Regions from separate parts of the Mus musculus genome. Here region 1 is linked to region 2. The links are chromatin contacts, called in public HiCAR-type maps. All regions are on one chromosome and are shown on one strand. Each heading gives the region's core, a stretch centred on a gene start, on an enhancer-like site or on the middle of the called end of the contact. The rest is flanking DNA. Distances are from core to core; before and after follow the strand shown.

The links. HiCAR-type assays count read pairs that join an accessible place to other places.
Region 1: a contact with region 2 is called in a HiCAR-type map of astrocytes, with 2.8 times the contacts expected there. The contact joins the enhancer-like site here to the promoter of Cdh6 in region 2. A contact is called at or near these places in 5 of 39 promoter capture datasets (the 3T3-L1 cell line, embryonic stem cells, frontonasal cranial neural crest and 2 more), 3 of 484 Hi-C or Micro-C datasets (cortical neurons, neural progenitor cells and uterus), 3 of 115 datasets of contacts at active chromatin or transcription factors (astrocytes, embryonic stem cells and extraembryonic endoderm stem cells) and 1 of 9 other capture datasets (embryonic tail).

The regions. Positions count from the first base shown.
Region 1 is chr15:13,391,870-13,398,092 of GRCm38.p6, forward strand. No RefSeq gene overlaps it. Among named protein-coding and RNA genes, the nearest start is that of Gm46517, 110 kb to the left of the region's middle. RefSeq lists an enhancer at 25-3,767. Within about 2 kb of position 1,357, at least 49 of the 459 cell types and tissues checked have an H3K27ac peak or open chromatin away from gene starts, as enhancers often do. A contact at or near this core is called in astrocytes, neural progenitor cells and neural stem cells, where this site is marked.
Region 2 is chr15:13,169,289-13,175,824 of GRCm38.p6, forward strand. Cdh6 (cadherin 6) reads right to left here and starts at 4,387. Exons shown (of 12, transcript NM_007666.4): 1 at 4,226-4,387. Gm46513 (a long non-coding RNA gene) reads left to right here. Exons shown (of 3, transcript XR_003951639.1): 3 at 1-1,816.

The DNA.
Region 1 (6,223 bases), core at 107-2,606, 220 kb after region 2:
ATTGGTTAGGCCTGTTTCCCAGAGCCCTAATGGGCTTATGGTTGCTTGAGTATATTAATTGTACAAAATAAGAGGTTTCTATTATGATATCGAAACATGTGTGTAATGCAATTTGATTATATTCATCCTGTTTGCTGTACTTTTTTGTTCTGTCTCCCCAAGCAGTATCACTCATGCTTTCATGTCGTTTGTGTTTAAATTACATTATCAGTATGAGAGAAACATAGGATATCTGTCTCTCCGAGTCTTGCTTATTTCACTTAACATGGTAATCCCTGATTCTGTCTATTTTGCTGCAAAAGACGTTTCATTTTTCTTTATGGAGGAATATACATCATTTGTGTACATACATGACATTATAAAAATCTGTTCACCCTCTTGATGGACATCTAGGCTGATTCTTCAACTTGGTTGCTGTGAGCGATGCTGAAAAAAAAAATACATGGGCATGCAGGAATCTCTGCTGTGTGCTGACTTAGAACTCCTGGAGGAGTTTCATCAAAGCACGGACAACATGCTTGCTTGTGTACTTTCTTTAATTTTCAATGTATTATTTATTCTTTTGAACATACATTTCAAAGGAGGAAGTATGTGTTCCAGATGCTAGGGCTCTTGTTACAGAAACACAAGGATGTCATCAAAGATTTACCTGCAGGGCTCGGGTTATAAATTCAACATTTGATGCCCAGGAGACTGTCAAGGTTAAATCTACCCTTCTGTGGCAAAATGATGTGAAGTGTTCTGAAAAGAGAGGCAGTGCCAACTGGTGGTGCACCCACCATTTGCCAGTCTAGTTTGTCTGGACCTGCTTGATAAAAGCAGTTGGATGGAGATTCAGTCGTAAGGTAATTTAGTTGGCTTCATTAGTGTAAGTTTGGGCTAAATGTCAAGTTGAATACATGTATAAAAATACAATTTTTTAAAAAAAATGTGAAAATGGAATTAAATTGGTTGCACGTAAGGAAGTTATTCGGAAGGAGTAATTTTGCGGAGTCGAGAAAGTATATTTTAGGGTGAAATGTAGAAATACCAAGATGCCATTGCCACATCATGCTATAAATAGCCATAGCAAAAATCTAAATAATGAAGTTATCCATTTACCTCTTAAAAGTAATCCTCCCTTTCAGTCCTGGTTGTGAGAATTGGACTCTCTCTTAGCCCAGAGACATTATTACACAAGAAAGAGGAAAAGATTAGGGGGCAAAGCTTCTCAGTAGAGGCCTCTCCAAGCTGAATTTTAAGTGCTGTTTCTGATGTGAGTCTCCTGGTTTTCATTAAAGGGGAGTATTAAGGAAGCACCGTGCGAGCATAATAGCTGCTCACACAGCGCCTTTGCCTTTGTGGGGTAGTCTTAGTGCTCTGCCTTTTTTTCCAGAGCCTTGTTTCTGGTAGTGGAGTAGAACTGTCGCAGATGGTGGAGAAACACATTCTGTGGAAGTTGCTGCCATGAGCAATATGGTTTAATCCTGGACACAATGCTGTCATTGTGTTGGAAGCATTCATTCACTTGCAGATGCATTCATTTGCAAATTACCCACTGTTCATATCCCCCTTTCACGCAAACACTATGTCATTCCAGGAAGGTCAGCACATCCATGACCCACTAGATTCTTTAAAAGCCTCCCTTACTCTCCTTTCACTTCCCCCTTTTCATTTCCTCTTCAAGGTTGTAAGTGCAACGGCCTTGTGCAGATTTTGAATGTAATTCCCCAGCTAAACATGCCTGTAAATTTTCACTGCAAATACTTCATTGCATATTCGTTTGAGGGTGAATTGAAATTAGTGAAGTTAACCATTCATTGATGGAGCAATCCCACGAGGTAGAAAGTTTTAAGTTGGCTAAGTGTGATTTGCTAAAACAAATTATGTAAGGAGTGGAGATAAAGCATATTTAAAAAGGTTACCATTTTATTTGGTGGTTGGAGATAGCTTACCTATTCTTGGAGCGTATAGATACACATTATCTATAAAGCATTGAATGCTTTATATTAAAAAAAAAACAGCTCAAGGGACAAAGGGACTATGATACAGGAAAAATAGTGTGAAATGATAATAAGTTATCTCTAAAATTGGTGCTTAGTGTTTTATCAAGGTCTCATCATAGTTTCAGTTCAACTGGCCAAGATGGGAGTGCTTCCTGCTCTGTGCCAATGGAAGGGCCTGAAATGTAGAGTTGGAAGAACATGCAAGCAGCTCAGGACATCTGGAGAGAGAGGGCAGTTTGTGCAGGGAGTTTATCCTTGATAATAACATCTCTAAGATGAATTTAGATAAATGGATGTCATGTCTCCATCCCAGTTCCCCCACCTCTCTATCTTAATTTAGATCCACTAAAATTCTTTATATGTAGATTTTTAGTTTTAACATCCTACATTTTGAATATTATTCGAGATCCACGTTTTCAGTATTTTTGTAATACTAGACAGCCTGTTTTCAGTGCATGTGACATCAGTAATATTGATGAATTACAGAGTTTCCATTATGCATTAGCTACCTTTCTTATTGTTGGGGAAAAATAAGTGACAGAGGAAAAGGCTTTACAGAGGTTAACTTTTGTTGTCAACTTGATGGGATTTGAACTCACATAGTAGACACACATACGAGGGCTTCTATGAGGACCCTGCAGGTTTCCAAAGAGGTTCAACTGAGGCAGGATGACCCAACCTGAATGTGGGTACATAGTCCCATTGGCAGGGGCTCCTACTCCCTACTGAGTAAACAGAAGGTGAGCTGAGCTGAACCCTGGCATCCAACTCTGTCTGCTTCCATATCGTTCCTACTCTTCCTGTCTCCCCTAATCTGAGGTCAATTCTTACGTTTTCCTTGTTTTTCATAACAAGTCTAGTTTGGAAGAATAGTGATCAGGTGTTTTGTAGAATGAACCCCACTTCAATGAATAAGAGGTTTTTCATGATTAGCTTAGGACTGTGGGATTCTCAGAGGATGTGAAGAGTCTTGTCAGCATGCATTTCTAGAAGTTTCATGTTATCAGCTTCTATCAGCATGGACTTATCACTAGCAATATTAATATCCACTGATTGTTTAAATGGTGCTTTCAAAGTTTCCTCACTGAAAAGTATCTCTATTTGAGGGGAGATGTTGAATTCTCCCCTCTCTCTCTTTCTCTCAGAACCAAGGCTCAATTATTCATATTGCAATCATTTCAAGTTAGTTCATTTTGTTATGTATTAGTTAAGCAATCAAGTTAAGATCATGGTCCTAAACATGGGCTCTAATCCAATATGACTGGTATCCTTCCAAGAGGAAGAAACATTTAAGTGTAACATCTGAAGACACGGGGATTCAGGGGAGACTGCCATGTGCTCACAGAGGCAGCGTTTGGAGTGACATGCTACATATTGAGAGCTGGCAGTTGTCCTAGAACATTAGAAGGGGCAGAGAAGGTGCTTTTTGCCACCACTTTGTCAGTTGTTCATCAGCCAAGAGTAGGTAGCCACTACATCACACCAACTCCAGAGAAGCATCCCGTAACTCAGGTCTGTAACTCCAGGAGAAGCATCCCTTAACTCATGACTGTCTTGAAAATCATCAAATAATTCTGTTCACAGGCAGGAATAAAAATCTTCTTATTTGTGATCAGGCAAAGAATGACATTCTAATAACCACTTAAAAACTGTACTTCAAGGGACTGGGTGTGGCTGGGGGGAGAGCACTTGGCAAGCATATACAAGGCTCTGGATTCACATATTAGAACAAGCCCACCCCATCTCAAAAAAGTTCAACTAGGGTTCCAACTGCACTGCTTTCCCCTCTAGAAGGAAAGGAAAAGAAAAACCAGGAGGGCAGCTTGAGATGGTTTTGTGTAAAGCTATGAAATAAGCTGTAGGTTCACCCGAGACCACAGAGCTAGCAGGAGCTCAGTGCTGTTTGAGAAAGTTGGCATATTTTAGTTTTCACGGGACTCCCTCTCTCCCCTCCTTTTTTTCATTCCTCTCCCCTGACTTTTTGCTTGCTAGCTTTCTCATTTTATTTTATTTAAAAAAGACACACACACATACACACACACACACACACACAAACACTCATTTTAAATATACATTAAATCTGGCTGTATGAAAGAAAAGGAAGACAAATGAAGAGCCTTCTTTTTGCCACCTTGTTTGCAGCAATAAAGGCTATTATCTGAAATTCTTGAGCATTTCATTAAATTTACTTTAAAATTTAATTATGTGAAATCAGTGCATGAGAGCTTATCTAATCATCATGGCTTAGAAGATGATCTCTTAAGAGTTGCACATTCAGGGGAGCTGGGATGTGGCATTACCACAGTATACTTAATGCAGGCCCATTCTTTTTATACATGTAGCATTTATTGGAAAAATTCCAAAACCTTATGAATATGTATGATCTAAATTGTTCATTTATCTTAGCAGCCAACAAGTGTTTCTTAGTACACAACATTGGCCATTCATTACTTTTAAAAATGTATGTTACTGAAGGTTTCCTTCAAACCTGCAGCGAGACGTTTCAGTCTCTGTTGCCTTTAACACTTATATATTTTTAAAAAACAGACATACACACAAACATAACCAGAGAATATACATCTTACATATACATATTACAAATATACATCTTACATATATGTACTTTCATACACACACACACACAGACACACACACACACACACACACACACACACACACACACACACACAAGTATAAATCTTCCTGCATAAAGTGTCTGTGTTTAAACATTTCATGTGTCGTTACATGACTGTTCCTGCATTTATAAATTTTCCAGTCATGTTCTTCAGTACCTTTCTCATTATCATTTATCAACTTGGTCCCCAAGTCTCATTAATGAGTTTGTGTTAGGCACAGGGAAGCTTGAGAGAGTGAGACAGACAGACTGTGACACTAAGATCTCTGAGAGAATTAAACGTTTTTCCCTTCTTATTGTTTGGCATTAGGTTTTCAGGAGATTTACTAAAGTAAGGAAGTATACTTTTTGTGTTATTAAGTGATAGGGTTCAGGATATGTTGCCCTATAATATGGTAGTGTGGCGTTGGCTGAATAAGTAGGAGCTTTGACCTGTCTTTTCCAAAGTAGACCTTGTCTTGTGTGTGACAACCTTTCGTCTCGTCTACAGGAAAGACAGGCTTTATTTGCAGAGCAGATAGAGGACACAGGAAATCCAAAGAGATTGCTAAATTTTTCATTTTATCACTATAGGTTTTTTTGTTATTATTTTTTATTCTTTAACCTTTTTTAAACAGACCAGTCTTTATCCCTATCCAGGTCCACCTTCTGACTGTTCCTCCTCCCATTCCTCCTCTCCCATCTCCAAGAGGATGTCCTGACCCCCACCCTCACCCCACCCCACCAGACCTCCCCTCTCCCAGGGCTCTCAAGTTTCTTGAGGGTTAGGTGCATCTTCTTTCACTGAGTCCAGACCTGGCAGTCCTCTGTATATGTGTCAGGGGACTCATAGCAGTTGGTGGATGCTGCCTGGTTGGAGGCTCAGTGTCTGAGAGATCCCAGGGTTCCAGGTTAGTTGAGACTGCTGTTCTTCCTATGGGGTTGCCCTCCTCCTCAGCTTCTTCCAGCTTTTCCCTAATTCAACTACTGGGGTTCCTGGCTTATGTCCATTGGGTCAGTGTAAATATCTGCATCTGACTCCTTCAGCTGCTTGTTGGGTCTTTCGGGGAGCAGTTATGCTAGGCTGCCATAGTTTTTTTGTCCAATCATGCTTCCTCCTACCTATCCAGTAATCATCTGAAATCATAAGAATACACAGGGTTTCTTCTTTCATTAGATCTTCATTCTGACCACTTCCTCACCATTCAAAAATTCATTAAATAAGTCTGCTTTTAACTTGTTTATTTGTGTTTTATTTTAAATACTTCAGTCTTGAACCTAGTGATAGGAAAGAAATTTTCTTCCCCCATGTGAGTTTGGGTCCAATTTGTTTCTCAGTGTATTGTATCTGTAACTCATTATTAAATACTGTTTTATCTACCAGCAACATGATCCACACTTGAAGACTGAAGTTATCAGAGAAGGCATATAAAATAAATAGTCTAATGCAAATGGTGAACTGAGAACACACCTGGGGAGCTGCCCTCATTTCACTTCTCTCTCTCTCTCTCTCTCTCTCTCTCTCTCTCTCTCTCTCTCTCTCTCCCTTCCTTCCCTCCTTTTCTTCTTCTTTTTCTTCTTCTTCTTCTTTTTCTTTTTCTCTTTCTCTTTCCTTCTCCTTTCT
Region 2 (6,536 bases), core at 3,137-5,636:
CACACATGTTTAAATTTTTTTTTTGTCTACAGTTCTCCTATTTCCATAATATTCTTGAGACTTTGTATTAAAGGAACATTATTCAGTGTAGTGAAGCCACGGAACGTTTGATTTTCTACATTCTCACCTTTCTGTGAAGCAATGAGGTAGGCTTAGTAGACACTGGTTAGGCTCAGACAGGATGAAAAATGCAATTCCGACTGAGTCTTTGCTTGTGACTTTCACAAATGAGACCCTAATTCTGATGGACCCCCAATGAATGGCCGAGCTGACTAAGCAAGGACAAGGGCACTGGCTCCGGCAGGGTGTTATCTCATTTGCAACACATTTCAAACTTTGGAGCAGATTTTTAAATTGGAAGTTGCAAGCCGAAGATTGGCGGCAGAAAAGGCTGATTCACCTTCTGGAACTTATCTTGCTCAAGTTCCAGGAGGAGCTTTTAAAGATGGGGGTTATCTAGGGCCGGTGGGAGGGCTCAGTTGGTAAAGGTGCTTGCTGCCAAGTCTAAGGACTTGTGTTTGATCTCTAAAAGGCACATGGCGGAAGAGGCGAACCTACTCCTACAAGCGATCTGAGCTCCACACAGGTGCCATGGCATATGCTCAGGTGTGCACACCTGTATACACACACATAACACATACAACACACACACGCACACACATAGATACATGCATGGACACGTACAATACACACACACGCGCACACACATAGATACATGCATGGACACACACACATAACACATATAACACACACGCGCACACACATAGATACATGCATGGACACATACAATACACATTTACACACATACACACATAGACACAAATAAAAGAAAAAAATGTAACATATTTTTTTTCAGAAAAGGTCACCCAAAAATATTGGTATGTACCATAGAGAAAAATTACGAAACATAATGATCAAGATAAGGGCACATGTGCATCTTAAATGCTTTGAAACTTACACTTATTTGAATGGGAACGTCTTACTGTTAGACTCCTCTATTTCAGCAGAAGGTCTGCACGTTTAAGGATACTTAAAAAGAGTTATTGGTATTTCTTTTCTCCAAACATTTCTTTGGTGGTAAGAAATCTTTAGTGGTTGGAGTCATAACTATAAGCTCATTCTTATTAGTTAGTAAAATGTTATTTAGGAAGTAGAGCCTTGGCAAGGTTCTAGGGAAATAGATAGGAAAGTGTTGTATAATTTTGATAGTGGGAGATTCACGATTAATTGGCCATTGCTTTGATTTGGAACTGTATGTAGACTTTTAAAATAACCAATAGTCTACATACTTAGAAAATTATGAAAATACCTCGGAAGTCCCTTAAATGAGAGGAACTATAGAAGTGGCAGGCAATGGCTTTGATCTGATACACATATTAAGGCTCTGCTAGGATAGTGCTAACTTGTCTATGAAGAAAAATCAGTCAGGCTCTAATTATAGCAAAATCTGTGTTGCCATTGAACTACATGTTGGAGGTATGGAGTGGTCCCTCCACACTAAACAAGAAAGTTGAGGCAGCTGGAAAGATGTCATCTTAATAATACATTGTCATCTGCAAATACAAAGCAGGTAGAACCAGAAAGAAAGCCCACACAAGACTTCCCAGGGAGGTGGGTGCTCGCCACAGTTTATCTCTGTTTTGATCCTGGGATGGGGCACTCACCCAATTACCACTAATTAGACATTCAGAAGTCACTGTTCTAACTTGTTGCTGCAGCAAAGAAGGGGCCTGTGATCCCTCTCAATGTGCTTTCTAGAAATGTCAGCTGTTGGCAAGTGTCTCAGGCACTCTGCACTCTGCAGTCTTGTTCCTGAGAGAAGAGGACACCTACAGCAAGCTCTTCCTTTCGAGGCTGGTAGAAGTGGTGGGTGGAGGGCGTCAGACACAGGGGTAGGGTTTTTTTTTTTTTTGATAGAAGACAACCTGATAGAAAATGCTCCTGTTCCATATATCATCTTTGCAGAGTTAGCGCTGAGAAACATAATTGCAATAAATTGGCGTAAAAGCCAACTAGTAGAAAGACTGGAAGTCCCCCTGGAGACACCAGCCTGCCACTTCCTCCTAATGGCAGCAAATTGTGGACAAATATAGTGTAGTCACATCATTGGGCTGCATTTTTCTCTCAGCAATGTACTGTTACCTTGTATCTCTCTGAAGAACCTGATCACTTCCTCTGCTTCCAAAGTAAGGCACAAACCATAAAACCGGGTAAGAAGGGCTCTCTACCTTTTATATCACTTTGTTAATTAGAATACCAGCAAGAGAAAAGGGAGAGGGTGAGACACAGTTGTTCTCCGTTGGATTTCTTTTAAGTTTCTGAGCTCTGCATCAAGAATATGGCCTCTGGTGTACCCTTTGCCCTCTCCATGACGTCATGAAGCTATCTGCTTTAGCATATTCCCTTTCTGGTCACAACTGGTTTTCAGATTCTCCAGAACACCAAACACAGAGTCAGGCAAGTGCTCCTACACAAAGGACTGTGCTCAAGCTAAATTGGGAGGAGAGTTTGTTATCTTCTCCTCGCTCCCCCCCTTCCCCCCAAAGCAGAAAGAATCCCGAGGATTTTCCCTTTTCAGGTAAAACTATCAGCAAGAACAGAAAGAAAAAAGCCAGCTTTGGCCCGCATTCACATGGCAGTTACTCATTCTCCCGAGGAGTTGTGCATTAACTGGCCACATCTCTGGCTCCCTTAGAATCACAGGGAGGAGTTTGCACACACACACCCGCCCCTGATAATTAACCACCGCAAAAGCTCACAATTAGCATTCTCCCCCCCCCGCCCCCCCCAACACAGAAGTACGCCCCAGACACACTGTTAAAGGAAATAGCTTTTCTGGTTCGCACTGTGTGACTTCAGTAAGTGAAAGTGAAGAGACACAGACCGATAGAGCTTGCAGTGACTATCATAAAAAAAAAAAAGTGTCTTCATAGGAAAAAAATGAGTGGGAGAGAGAAATGTGTGAATGTTCCACGTGATTAAACTTCTTGGTTCTTGAATGTTCTCGGTAGTAGTTAAGTTAGGCAACCAGCCCCTTGCATACAAAGACCCTCACGTAACTTCCCATAAAATATGGATTTTATTGCAGCAGCGACAACATTTCTCAGTACCACATTGACCTCGCCAGCATCTCCCATCTCGAGATGGACCGTAACTCTTGGCAGGCGAATAACTACGGAGGAGGAAGTGACCCCAGCTCTGCGGCATTATAGGACTCCGCAACGACCCGCCTTCATTAAATTCCACATGAACGCCTTGGGGACTTCACTCTTGCATCTGACACCTCACATCAGACGCACCAGACCTCCTGCTCTCCAGTCTAAGGAAGGCATTCTCCCTCAGATGTGTGTGTGTGTGTGTGTGTGTGTGTGTGTGTGTGTGTAGCCTTGGAAGAGCACCAGCGAGCGGCGTCTTCCACATGACTTTTCCCTGGACAGTGTGCTCCATTTTCGAAGTCCAGTGTCGGACTTGCCTTGCAACCTAAGCATTTCTGCTCTATGAAAGCCTGAAGGCATTGCTAGGAACATGCGAGCTAACAGTTTTCTTTAAGCTCGTTCTCTCGGCCAAACCATCTCTGTAAGTTTGCCTTATTGGGAACATTCCAGAGTTTCCCGACTACCTGAATTAATTTCTGCGTTACTCTCAAAGCCATAAAAAAAAAAAAAAATCCCATAACTCAGGCCAAGCAGTCACCACACAGACCCTTGTATTGTTGGGTAGGTGGAAATCAATCAAGCCCCAAACGGCTCCACCGCTCCGGCACTCACTAGCGCCCTTGGTAATTGACCAGCCAACTTTGCAAAGCTAGGGCTCCACTAGCCGCCTCCGCCAGCCCCGCGGAGTGGACCTCGGCAGCAGCTTTCTCTCCTCCACACTGTTCCCTGCCACCCCCCGCAGAACCCTAGGCGTCTCGGTCTTACCAGGCGGCGGAGGAGCGGCGCCCAGGCTCCCCGGGAAGCGGCGCCGGTCCTGGGCAGAGGCAGCAGCGCCACCAATGCAACCGGACTCGCGCGCAAGCCCGCCCGCACCCCAGCTCCCAGCTGAGCATCCCTCCCAACTCCGTGCACCGCAACACCCGGCGCAGAGGACCGCTCTCTTTCTCTGATTGGCTTCCATCAACGCTACGGAATTAAAATAATAGCTATGTATAAAGAAGAAAGAGAAGGCAAGGGAGAAAAGAAACGCACGCACAAGCTCCCGCATTGGCAACAGAGACCGAACCCACCTCGGTTTGCCTTCCGGCTCCTGGGGACACCCTGCCACTCGCCCAGGATGCTCCTGCCTCCACCACGGTCTTCTGCTCTGTGCTTCTTGCTGCTGTGGCTGGAACTGCAGCTCTCGGGATGGGAAGGTTACGGCTCCAGAGAGCTGGCTCTTGTGGGCACACACTGATTTGCAAGTGAATGAAGTGGGAGGGAGCAAAGAGAGGAGGACTTTGTTACAGAGGCCCAGTGCCTGCCCCCGCCCGCCCCCTCCCCTTGACAGAATGACTCCCAGTGTTTGAAGTCCGGAGCAGTTCGCTCTCTGGAACACTCCCGCTGCCCCAGGCTTTCCCTTCCTCTTTTTTCTTATATATTTTTTAGGGGGGACGGCTTAAGACATACTGAGAACTTGTGTGACTCTATCTGATCTTTCTTTTTAAGCTATCAAAATGCACCGTGTTCAATTACCAGCAGCGGTCGGATGTTCTTTTCTAATAGCCCAGGCAATTAAGATTCCCGGGGACACGACATGGTACGGCGTGGCGCTGTGAGCCAGTTTGGGGGGGAGACAGTACGCACGACCTGCACTCGAATAAAATAACCCCGGTCTTCTGAGGTAACAATACCGACGGCTGTTCTGTATAACATAAACAGACGCGAGCAGACAGATTCATGAATGTCAGTCTTTGCTTCTCTCATCTCAAGAACACTTTTTCCCCCCTTGTAGCTTCTGGAGCTCTGGCGCTGTTGCAGAGTGGGTAACCCCAGAGAGCTGTAGCATGAAGTCATATGCCCCCGAGAGTGTAGAAGCGGTTCAAATCCAAACGCCCCGGGCTCATCAATGTCTTCGTGGCTGATCCATCTTTCTAAATGAGCAGATAGCAGGGCACACTGAACTAGCAGAATAGGATATATATTGATATTTAAGACGTATTTGTTGTGTTGAGATCTTTCTGGGAAGTTACTGAAGCAAGATAACGTCTATGTGAAACTCCTTGATACACATAGCTGTCTGGATGGGTGTCCTTATACTCGAGAAGAAGTGACTTCTCTGAAGGGACTAAGCTGCAGAAGTCTTAAACACGTCAAAGCATTGTTAAAGGAGAATCATGCCTTTTCTGCCTAGGAGATGCAGACACGTTGCAGTCAAGCACTATTGGATTAAGAAAATTAAATCTAATTACCACAATGGTTTCACCCCGGGTCAGCCACAGACCCAAGCCAGCTGTTTCTGCATGTTACAAGCTCGCAGCAAGATTTCCATTGCATGGTGCTTTAGTGACATTCCAGCCACTTGGCTTCTGAGTGATCTAACTAGCTAGAGGTCGGTCTTCTTCCCAAGAGAGCTCTTACTAGAAAAAAAAATCTTTTGTGTCCCTAATAGAAGTTGAGGCATTTTAATGAAGCCCAAATCAAAGTATTTCTTCCAGGCAGCCGGTGCTTCAAAGAATTGTATGTGGAACGGTCTTAGTCCAGATGTTCTGCACATGGATGCTGGCAAGATTTGAAAAGCCATCCTTGGGATGAGGAGATAGATGCCTGCAGTTTGCAGAAAGGAGGCTGAACATGGTCTCTTCATGTGGGTATTTGAACTGCAGTGGAGGAGGGATGGGGGAGAGGACAGCTGGTTCACATTCATTCATTCCTCAGGTTGTAGACTTCTTAATTTGAAAGATTACCTTGGTATGTCTGTACAGTCCTTTACAGCTCACAAAGTATTCTTATAGACCATTTGATGGGATTCTTCTGCTAATATGATTTTTTTTTTTGGCAGAAAGGACAGAGGAAATAGATTGATAAAAGCACAGTAAAGGTTAAGGACTATGTCTAAGATAATAAAACTAGGAAGGAACAAAAGGCGAAATACCCAAATGTGTACATGCCAACTAGTGTATATCCACAAAATGTATGCAGATATAATTTACTAACATGTGTGATGATAAATTAATAACGGAACATGTGCGAGTATGTTAAAAACACATTTTGTAAGATTGTCTCTAGCAGACAGATGTATAAATTAACTGATTTTATGCTATATGAAGGGTCATAGTGAAGTAGATTTTCTATCCATCGAAGCAGTTAATGTCTCACGAAGGAAAAAAATCTCTTAATTGTTTGTGATGTATTACCCTTCAAACTCCATTAAGCGGCACATCAAAGGTGGTTAAACAACCTCATTTTATTAAGAGTGGACAATCAGCTCGCTCCTGAGCAGTTTCATGTGGCAGCAGTAAGTGACATGAAGGAGTTTGCAACCCCAGGATATTATTCTAAAAGACTTCATGTGATTCTCAAGACTTCCTACTGACATTTACCACAATGACTACTCATGTC